Linked DNA regions of Mus musculus: all the other regions are linked to region 2. A link is a contact called in public promoter capture Hi-C data. All regions are on one chromosome and are shown on one strand. Each heading gives the region's core, a stretch centred on a gene start, on an enhancer-like site or on the middle of the called end of the contact. The rest is flanking DNA. Distances are from core to core; before and after follow the strand shown.

What was found. Capture Hi-C pulls out chosen DNA fragments and counts their contacts.
Region 1: a promoter capture Hi-C map of adipose tissue shows a contact between it and region 2. The contact joins the promoter of Fam180a here to the promoter of Akr1b8 in region 2. A contact is called at or near these places in 1 of 39 promoter capture datasets (pre-B cells), 1 of 115 datasets of contacts at active chromatin or transcription factors (pancreatic cancer cells) and 2 of 9 other capture datasets (adipose tissue and liver).
Region 3: a contact with region 2 is called in a promoter capture Hi-C map of liver. The contact joins the promoter of Cyren here to the promoter of Akr1b8 in region 2. A contact is called at or near these places in 10 of 39 promoter capture datasets (the 3T3-L1 cell line, 3T3-L1-derived adipocytes, embryonic stem cells and 3 more), 4 of 115 datasets of contacts at active chromatin or transcription factors (embryonic stem cells, extraembryonic endoderm stem cells and pancreatic cancer cells) and 3 of 9 other capture datasets (embryonic stem cells, liver and macrophages).

What each region holds. Positions count from the first base shown.
Region 1 is chr6:35,324,859-35,327,558 of GRCm38.p6, forward strand. Fam180a (family with sequence similarity 180, member A) reads right to left here and starts at 1,283. Exons shown (of 3, transcript NM_173375.2): 1 at 981-1,283. The coding sequence starts at 1,056.
Region 2 is chr6:34,352,769-34,355,468 of GRCm38.p6, forward strand. Akr1b8 (aldo-keto reductase family 1, member B8) reads left to right here and starts at 1,378. Exons shown (of 10, transcript NM_008012.2): 1 at 1,378-1,528. The coding sequence starts at 1,463.
Region 3 is chr6:34,876,633-34,879,332 of GRCm38.p6, forward strand. It overlaps Cyren (cell cycle regulator of NHEJ), which reads right to left and starts at 1,433. Exons shown (of 4, transcript NM_001135611.1): 1 at 1,268-1,433; 2 at 1-139. The coding sequence starts at 52.

The DNA of each region.
Region 1 (2,700 bases), core at 33-2,532, 970 kb after region 2:
TGCAAGTGCTTCTCCTCTGCCGCTCAGGCCTCCCTTTCCCTCCCTGACATAGTCCCTGAGAAGGAGGGGTTCATTCATGTCCCCATACCAATCCTCATGCCCTTAGGGGTCTCTATAAAGAGCGTCTGGATTGACTTGAGGGAACGCTGGATTTCTAGGTCTTTCTGGGGACGTGAACTCATTTGAATGTAGGCAGCGGGAAGATTTCTCCTCAGACTGGCATGGAGTGGATAACACCCCCCAGCTCTTCATTTCCTGATAGTAATAAACTAGCTGGCCTGATATGTCCCCGGTGACTGCCAAGTGCAGCCAGACCAGAGTAAAGATGCCACCTTTGTTCTCAGAAGCGGCATCTGAGAGAGAAGATATCAATCAGCATGAGAGTAAAGCTTTTGCACACACCGGTTTCTTTCCATGGAGGCTTGATGTGAATGACAGGGGCCAAGCACACTGGGTGGATGCCCTAAATGTTCTTTTTTTTTTCCCCTCTCACTCACCACCACACAGCTCTACCTGGCTGCCAAAATGCACACCCATAGCATCCTGGAGACCTCATTCTTAGCCAGTGTGGCCAAGAACTCTCTGCGTTAGTCCCAGTGGCCACCATTCCATCACACAGGCAGCTGAGTTTGATACCTTCTCTCGGGGGGTCTGTCCCAGCAGCAGCAGGCAGGGATCTGCAGAGAACCCTTACCCATCCTCCGAAACACCCAAGAGTTCTTTCTGGCTCACCAGCAGGAGCAACCCGATGGCTTCTCAACCTCCATCGGGCTCCCAAATTGGCTGCTTCGATGCTCTTCCACCGGGTATTTCCTATCACCTTTTACCAAGAGGGACCATAGAGCACTGGCAAAGTTGGCGTATGAAGCAGGCACGGGGCTTTTAATTCCTTCCTCCCTCTAACTCTACTCCACTGCCACAATTCTATTCAAGAAAGATGAATGAGCACCAGAGAAACACAAGAATTCAAAACAACTCACCCCTGCTCCACCTGCAGGACGCAGTGGCCTGGGTGCTGGAGAATACCAGCAGAATCGTCAGCGCCTTCCAGGACATCTTCCAGGAGGGAGACAAGCTGACCTTCTATTCCTGCGGGACCCCAGGGGCTGCAGGTGGACCCCTGCTCTTCTCAGCGAGAGGACAGAGTTCTTACTGCCCTTTCTTGTCTATAAGGAAAGCAAGGGCCTCTCCCTGGCTCCACAGGATGGAGGCGGATGCAGCCTCTTGGGTGGGACAGAAGTTGGTACCTCTCTTAACCTAACTCTCTCTGGGATTAGGGGACCAGGCTTCCACACAGAGGCTCTGTTTTTGAGCACATCTGGAGTGACTCACGGGGCATGTGATCTCTTTGGCAGTGGGCTGGATAAATATAATTTCTGTACTTGAGTTCCATGTGTTGGATGCGCCCACTGGAATTTTTCTTTAACAAACAGACCCGCGGAACTTGTTAGAGAGCCCGGCGAGAAGTTGGCTGTTTTCCCTGTCCACACATACTACTTCAGAGCCAGGACTGCGGGCTGGAGGAAGAGCTGGGAGGTTGCCTGGCAGACGGTGGGGCTGGTGGAGCTCAGAGTTGCCTGTAGGACAGCACAGTCATTGTGGTACTAGGGTGGGGTGTTCCTGCTATCGTTCCCTGGAGCTAGACTTGTGGGTCTTGGGGTCTGGCGCCTTTCCTAGCTTCTGGGTAGGTGGGGCATTGGTAGGTTGTGAGGAGCAGAGTGGGCAGGTGGCCTTGGAGAATAGGTATTGCTTTTGGGAACCTTGTGAGTCTATGCAGGAGGCTGGGAAGCTGAGCTCCTGTTCACATCCATGATCCATTGGGTGCTTTCCACAGAGTTTTTAAAGAGAAGAGGTCTAATTAGCATATTCTTCTTGAGGGTCAAGAGCATGACACTGGCTTCTTGCACAGTTCTGACTAAGATCTGATGGCAGAAGACACCTCAGTGGGAATGTTTGCAGGGAAGAGATTTCATGCTGATCTAGGAAGCCTTCGGGGGTCAGGTTTTCTCTGTTTGCAAAAACCTTTCAAGGTAACTAACCAGGGTCCCCAAAGAACTACATTAACCCCTTCCAGGGACAATGCCCCAATGAGCTAGTTACTTTGCACCAAGCCCTGCTCTCTATCGAGAGGGTTCTATATACTTTTTCACCCTATTATACTGGGGACCAAGCAGCTTGCAACCTGACCCTTGGGGCCACTGAACCTCTCTGTACTGTGCCCAGATCAGCGACCAAATCCTTTTATGTCTAGCAGAATGGCAGTATTTTCCCATCATCATTTAAAAAGTACTGGGAGACGGCTCAGTTGTTAAAGAGCTTGCTGTGTGAGCGTGATCCCCAGTACTCAGGAAGTAACCAGCACAGCAGCATCTGTTTGTAATCTCAGTCCTCAGCTGGGGAGGCAGAGACAGGAGGATCCCCAGGCCTGCCGACCGGACTCGCTACATGAATTGGTTAAATTTCAGGTTTGTACGGTGGAGCAGGATTAAGGAAGACACCTGACATCGCTCTCACATGCATGCACAGGCAATGCTCACTCGCTCCCCAGACATGTACAGGCATACACACATAGAAGCACAGTTGTAGGCATGCTATGTCTCTAATTATGTGCCCCCTTCCCTTACCTCTAGAGGAGACTATGAAAGCTTGGAGAACTTTGAAGAATCTCTTACTGTTACGGCTTTCTAGCCTGTGGAGACA
Region 2 (2,700 bases), core at 128-2,627:
TTTTATTCTCTTATAACTCCCGTAAAATCTTTTGTTTACTCTGATTTTTCTGGTTTTTCTTTCTAGAGGACATGCATTAGTTTTATAATATCAATAAAGTAAAAGTCAAGAACATTTACATATGATTCTTGAAAAACTATAAACATGGAGGTGAGAATGTATTATTCTATAAATGACTGAAAATTGCCATTTTGAAAAAAAATCAATTTTGACCTATACCTTGTGTGATAAACTGAAATAAACTTCATTTGAGTCTATATTCCTACTTCTAAAGATCTATCCCCAGGGAATGAGGCCCAATGCTTCACTGCAATGATATTTCTTGAAATATTATTTATACACAATAGAAACCAGCTGGAAATCAGCAAGAGACCTAAGAATAGTGGAAATGGTAGAATAAATTACCATAAAATAGAATGCAACGTTAAAATGTTTAACATAAAGGCAATTTTGAAATGACTCACTATAAACGTGTAGAAAAGCTAGCCTTGTGGTGTCAGCTTTGGAAAATGTGGTGCGGTGCATAGAAGCTGACACAGGCTGAGAAGAGCCCAGGAAACTGCACCGGGCAATGGCATCCGAGTGACAGAAAAGGATGTTTATGCTCGCATCTTTCTTTTTCATGCTGTCCTTAGTGAAACAGAATATAATCACAAAAGTCTGGTTTTTAAATGTAAGCAAAAAAAATGTAAAAGCTCACTATAATTATACAGTTAGACAACTTGTCAAATTTCAAATTCAGAGAGAGGGGGGATAGAGAGAGAGAGAGGGAGAGGGAGAGAGAAAGAATATTATCAAAGAAAGGTCTTAGTGGTTAACAGGGGAAATTTGCTTTTCACAATCTTCCATCAATTAGATGAGTAAAACTTAAACAAACAAACAAACAAAAAGAGGGTCAGAAAACACTCTCTCCTCTCCCGTTCCCTCCCCTCTCTCCCCTCCCCCCTCCTCTGCAAGCGCCCCTGTCATTGATCTTTTGTGATCAGCAACAGTTAGCTCAAAATAATTTATGCAGCCTCCCATTTTGCCTCTGAAAACTTTTACTTGCCTCAACCTCATGGAATACCTACAGGCTCCACCGTTCTCCACACACTGTGGAAACCCATACATATTCTCCACACACTGTGGAAACCCAAACATAGCTAGCAATATAGCTCGAAGGATCTTTCACCCCATGCGCCTAAGGCTCATACACCTCTAAGTAGCTCTACAAAGTAATTTATATTCTGCATCAGGGAGATTTCCCTCTGGTTTATGACTAATCTTTACTCACACTCTTAAAAGCTTACAAAAGACTGGGATGAACTTCCGGTTCATTGCGGGAGGGGGGGCGGGGGCGGGAGGGGTCTGGGCGTGGCGCTTGCAGTAAGAGCCGGCCTCTTCATCCAGGACGTTAAAGCCTCCATCTGTCTCATTAACAAGGACACAGACATCTGCTCTCAGCAAGATTTTGGCAGCAACCATGGCCACGTTCGTGGAACTCAGTACCAAAGCCAAGATGCCCATTGTGGGCCTGGGCACCTGGAAGGTGAGTGCGCAGTCTTGGGCACCTGGTCTTGGCATTTCCTCTTCTTTTTATGACATCTACTGGGAGTTTGGAACCCTAGAGACAGAACACAAGTTGGTTTTGCCTTTTGTGCTGTTTCAGACCTCAAAGCTCTGACAGACTTTTTCCAGCAGAGATATCCCTGTGAAGTGTCAGGTTTCAAGTTTTCCCGAACTTGCCAGTTACCCTCTTAACAAGCTTTCTTCTGAACTCATGAGACACTTAAAGTTTTATAAGTTTTGGCTGGTTTGAAGCAGGGCAGTGGTGGTGCATGCCTTTAATCCCAGAAGTTGGGAGGTAGAGGCTGGCGAATTTCTGAATTTGAGGCCAGAGGCCAGCCTGGTCTACAGAGTGAGTTCCAGGACAGCCAGGGCTGAGTTATTCAGTGGCAGGACACCAAAAGCTCCAAATGACCTAGCTCTGTTTGGTGGGGGAAAGACTCTGCAGCTTGTGGCCTGGAAGCCTGGGGGAAAGGTGGAGTCTCAGACCCTAGCACAGGCTACTGGCACCTGCACCTTACCAAGACACTACACCATTTTCTGAGCACATCAAACTAAGCAGGAAGATGACAGAGCCTGAGCTCAGATCCTGCCTGGCAGTGTGCTCTCCTGGAAGAATGCTCCAAGGCCCTTCCCACTTCTGTTGAGACAAGTCTGACATTGTTCCATCTCCTAACTTTGTCCTTGGGTTTATTTCCTTTCGTGATAACAGGACAGTGGTCAGCTAGTTTCCAGGAGCTGTCTCTATTTGATTTCTGGCGACTGGGAGTTACACTTCAGTTTAGGCTGCCCTAGAACTTATTCTATAGCTTGGGTTGGCCTTGAACTTGCAATCCTCCGGCCTCAGCTTCTAGAGGTTATCACAGGTGTGAGCCACCTCCAGGAGGAGTTGTTTTTGGAGTCCGAGTCTCTTGTCCTGGTGGCTTAGCCTCTGTCTCTCGCTTAGCCTCTGTCTCTCGATCTTTGCACTGTCTTTTTCTTCTGATCATGGGACAGAGGTGGGGCCTCTCTTTGATTCAGCACTGGGTTTAAAACCTCGAATTTGCTCCAAATTAGACATTTCACTTTCTACCAAGCTGTCAAGCACTCTGACCAGAAGTAACCCACAGAAATCCAAAGATTAGACCGAGCGCTTGACAAGGGAGTTGTTGTCAA
Region 3 (2,700 bases), core at 183-2,682, 520 kb after region 2:
TCATCCAAGAGGGGAGGACCCTCGTTTTGGTCTTGGATTTTAGGGTTTCCATGGCTTGCTTCTCTAGAACAGGACCAAAACTCACACTCTCTTGTCACACCAGGCTCATCTGACCCCAGTGGGTGCCGATCTTCAATGCCTACAAGGAGGAACCAAGTCAGTAGATTCTAGTAAGTCAACGCTCTTCCAACTTACCAGCAGTAATTACTAGTCAGTGTAGGGCAGACCTGAGGTGACCCAGAGGTGAGCAGAGCCCAGAAGGCCAAGCCATGTACACTGTGTCACATGGAGGACTAGCAGCAGATAGGACATGGGGCCTGCAGACAGATATCTGTAGCCCCTCCCCTGCTCTGTGCCCCACACAGGCAGTTGCAGCAACAAGAAATGCTTTCCTGTCATTTCTACAGCCCAAAGGAAGGAAGAAAGGGGATTCTGGCCCAATCGTCCATCTCCATCTATGTCACAAACTTCTCACCTCTACTGTGATTTGGTTACTGTTAGCATGCTAACGTTCCTTCTAGGCTCCACTCAACTACCTAGCAACAGCCAGGTACAAACCTGGCTTGCTATAAAAGGACTATCTGGCCTCTCTCATGCTCTCTGAACCCCCCTCCCCACTTCTCTCTCCACATGTTCCCTCTTCTTTGTTCCCTTTCTCTCTTTCTGTCCCTCTCTCTCTTTCTGTCCCTCTCTGTCCCCTCTTTCTCTGCCTCTACTCCCTTCTCAACCCCCCTTCTCATGTCCCCAAATAAACTTCTTTTTATACTAGACCCATCATATGGCTGATACCTGGGAGTAGGAGGGGGTTCAGCTTGGGCCCGCTTAAGGCACCCCCTCCCTCCCTCCCATACCACATTTTACAAAACATATCAATTACTAAATCCCCCAGGCTTTCTAATTCACACATTTCAATGGGCAGTGCTCCCCCTGCCCCCAACATACACCAGTAGACAATTTTGGCTCATCCAGAATGACTGTTTATAACTTCATTTAAACCAAACAACTTGTCCAGCCACAGAACAGAAGTCGATTAAGAGGAATACCATCCAGTGAGTGACAGTGTACAGAAATGAGTCAGACCCGGCAGTACATGTGTATCATGTCCATTTTATAGACGAGAAACAGACGTGGTTAAGAATTAGCGTGCACAAAGTCGTAGAAAGCTGGATATCGACCATCGAGCCAGCAGCCAGGTCCTGCCCGCCGCAAGGTTTCTGGAGCTCAGCGCTGATCGGGTCGGGCCCGTTGGGTCCCTGGAAAATCTCACCCAGAAGGCACACGCGGGACGTCGCTGCACTAGCGCGGAGCTGGCCGCGCCACTCCCTCCCTACCGCAGAGGGCGCAGAGCCGGGGGCCTGGGGACAGGATGGAACCGTGGGCAAGAGGGGAGGGCAGCGCTGCGGTCCTTCCCGTGGGTTCCGGGGATTCAGAACTGCGAGACGCGCACGCATCCCACCGCCCGCCCCTTCCGGCTCCTGCGCGCTCCCGGCGTGCGCGCTCCGGACCCGGGCGCTGGCTGGCCGCTAGGGCCCCGGGTGCCCCCTGCAGACCGCGGGTCACATCCGCAGGCTCCTGTTTCTGTCAGCTGTTGTGACGGAGGCGCAGCCGTTGGTTCTTAGCGGCCAGAGTCAGTAACTAGGGGAAGCAAAGAAAGGTTCCCTCTGCAGAAGTGGAGGAGGCGCCAAGCTAGCTCCCAGGTGTCCGGAATCTTTCAGCTAAACGCATGCATGATTTTAAGGCAACCTGGGTGGTTGGGGAAAAAGCCAAGGAAGACGACTGAAAAAAACACAGTAGGAGGCCCTCACAGGGGAGGTTCTTCTCTGGAGCGCTGGAGCAAAGGAAACCTCAGATCTGATTCTGTCTGCCCCCAAACGGAGAAATCAAGAGTGACCAAGTTCGATTTACAACAGCAGGTCAACACCGCACTCTGGACTGGGGCACCCACAGCTCCCCTATTGAGCACGGTTTCTCCATAGCCTTTCCCTAATGCTAATCCTCAATCCTAAACTGATAGCTCGGACCAGGAAATTAAAGGCCCCAACTCTTAATGGGATAAACCAATGGCTTCCAATCCCACAGATGACCCCTAGAGTCATTTTAGCTGCTCTTGAACCAGGCCAGGCTGCCACCTTTCTGGGAGGGCAGCCCCTAGCTGTCAAGAAAGTAGCATTCATTGACTGTAAATAGGGCGGGCCCTCTACCTCATCTGATGTGAGCCAAGCAAGCCTAATGCTGGGTGAGAGGGCATCCTTCCATTCTTGGATTCCTTTGATTCTTAATAACTCTCCCGACCCTGCACATCTCTTAAAACTTCTCCATGGCCACCCAGCAAATAAGGCTAAAGACCTGTGTGGCTGCATACAGAGCCTGTTGTCAGCAAAGACCCCAGCAGCAGGAGGGAAAGACCAAGCTAGGAGACTTGCCTGTGCTGGAGTCCACATGGGTTTTATTATTTTTAAATTGGCAGATAAATTTATTGGCTATAGTAACAAGTGTCCGTCAGCTTCATTTAGTCAGCAGGCACTGTAATCGTGACTGTACTTCCAGACCCCACACCGAGCTCCTGGGCATGGGTTTGGGGCTCAGCAGAGACAGGGCCCCAGGGCACAGGGAGGGAAATGCAGACTTGCACCTGCCAGGCGAGGTTCTCAGCCCCCAGAAGAGTGACTCAAGGTTTGCAGTGTGACCTGCCTTCTTGGT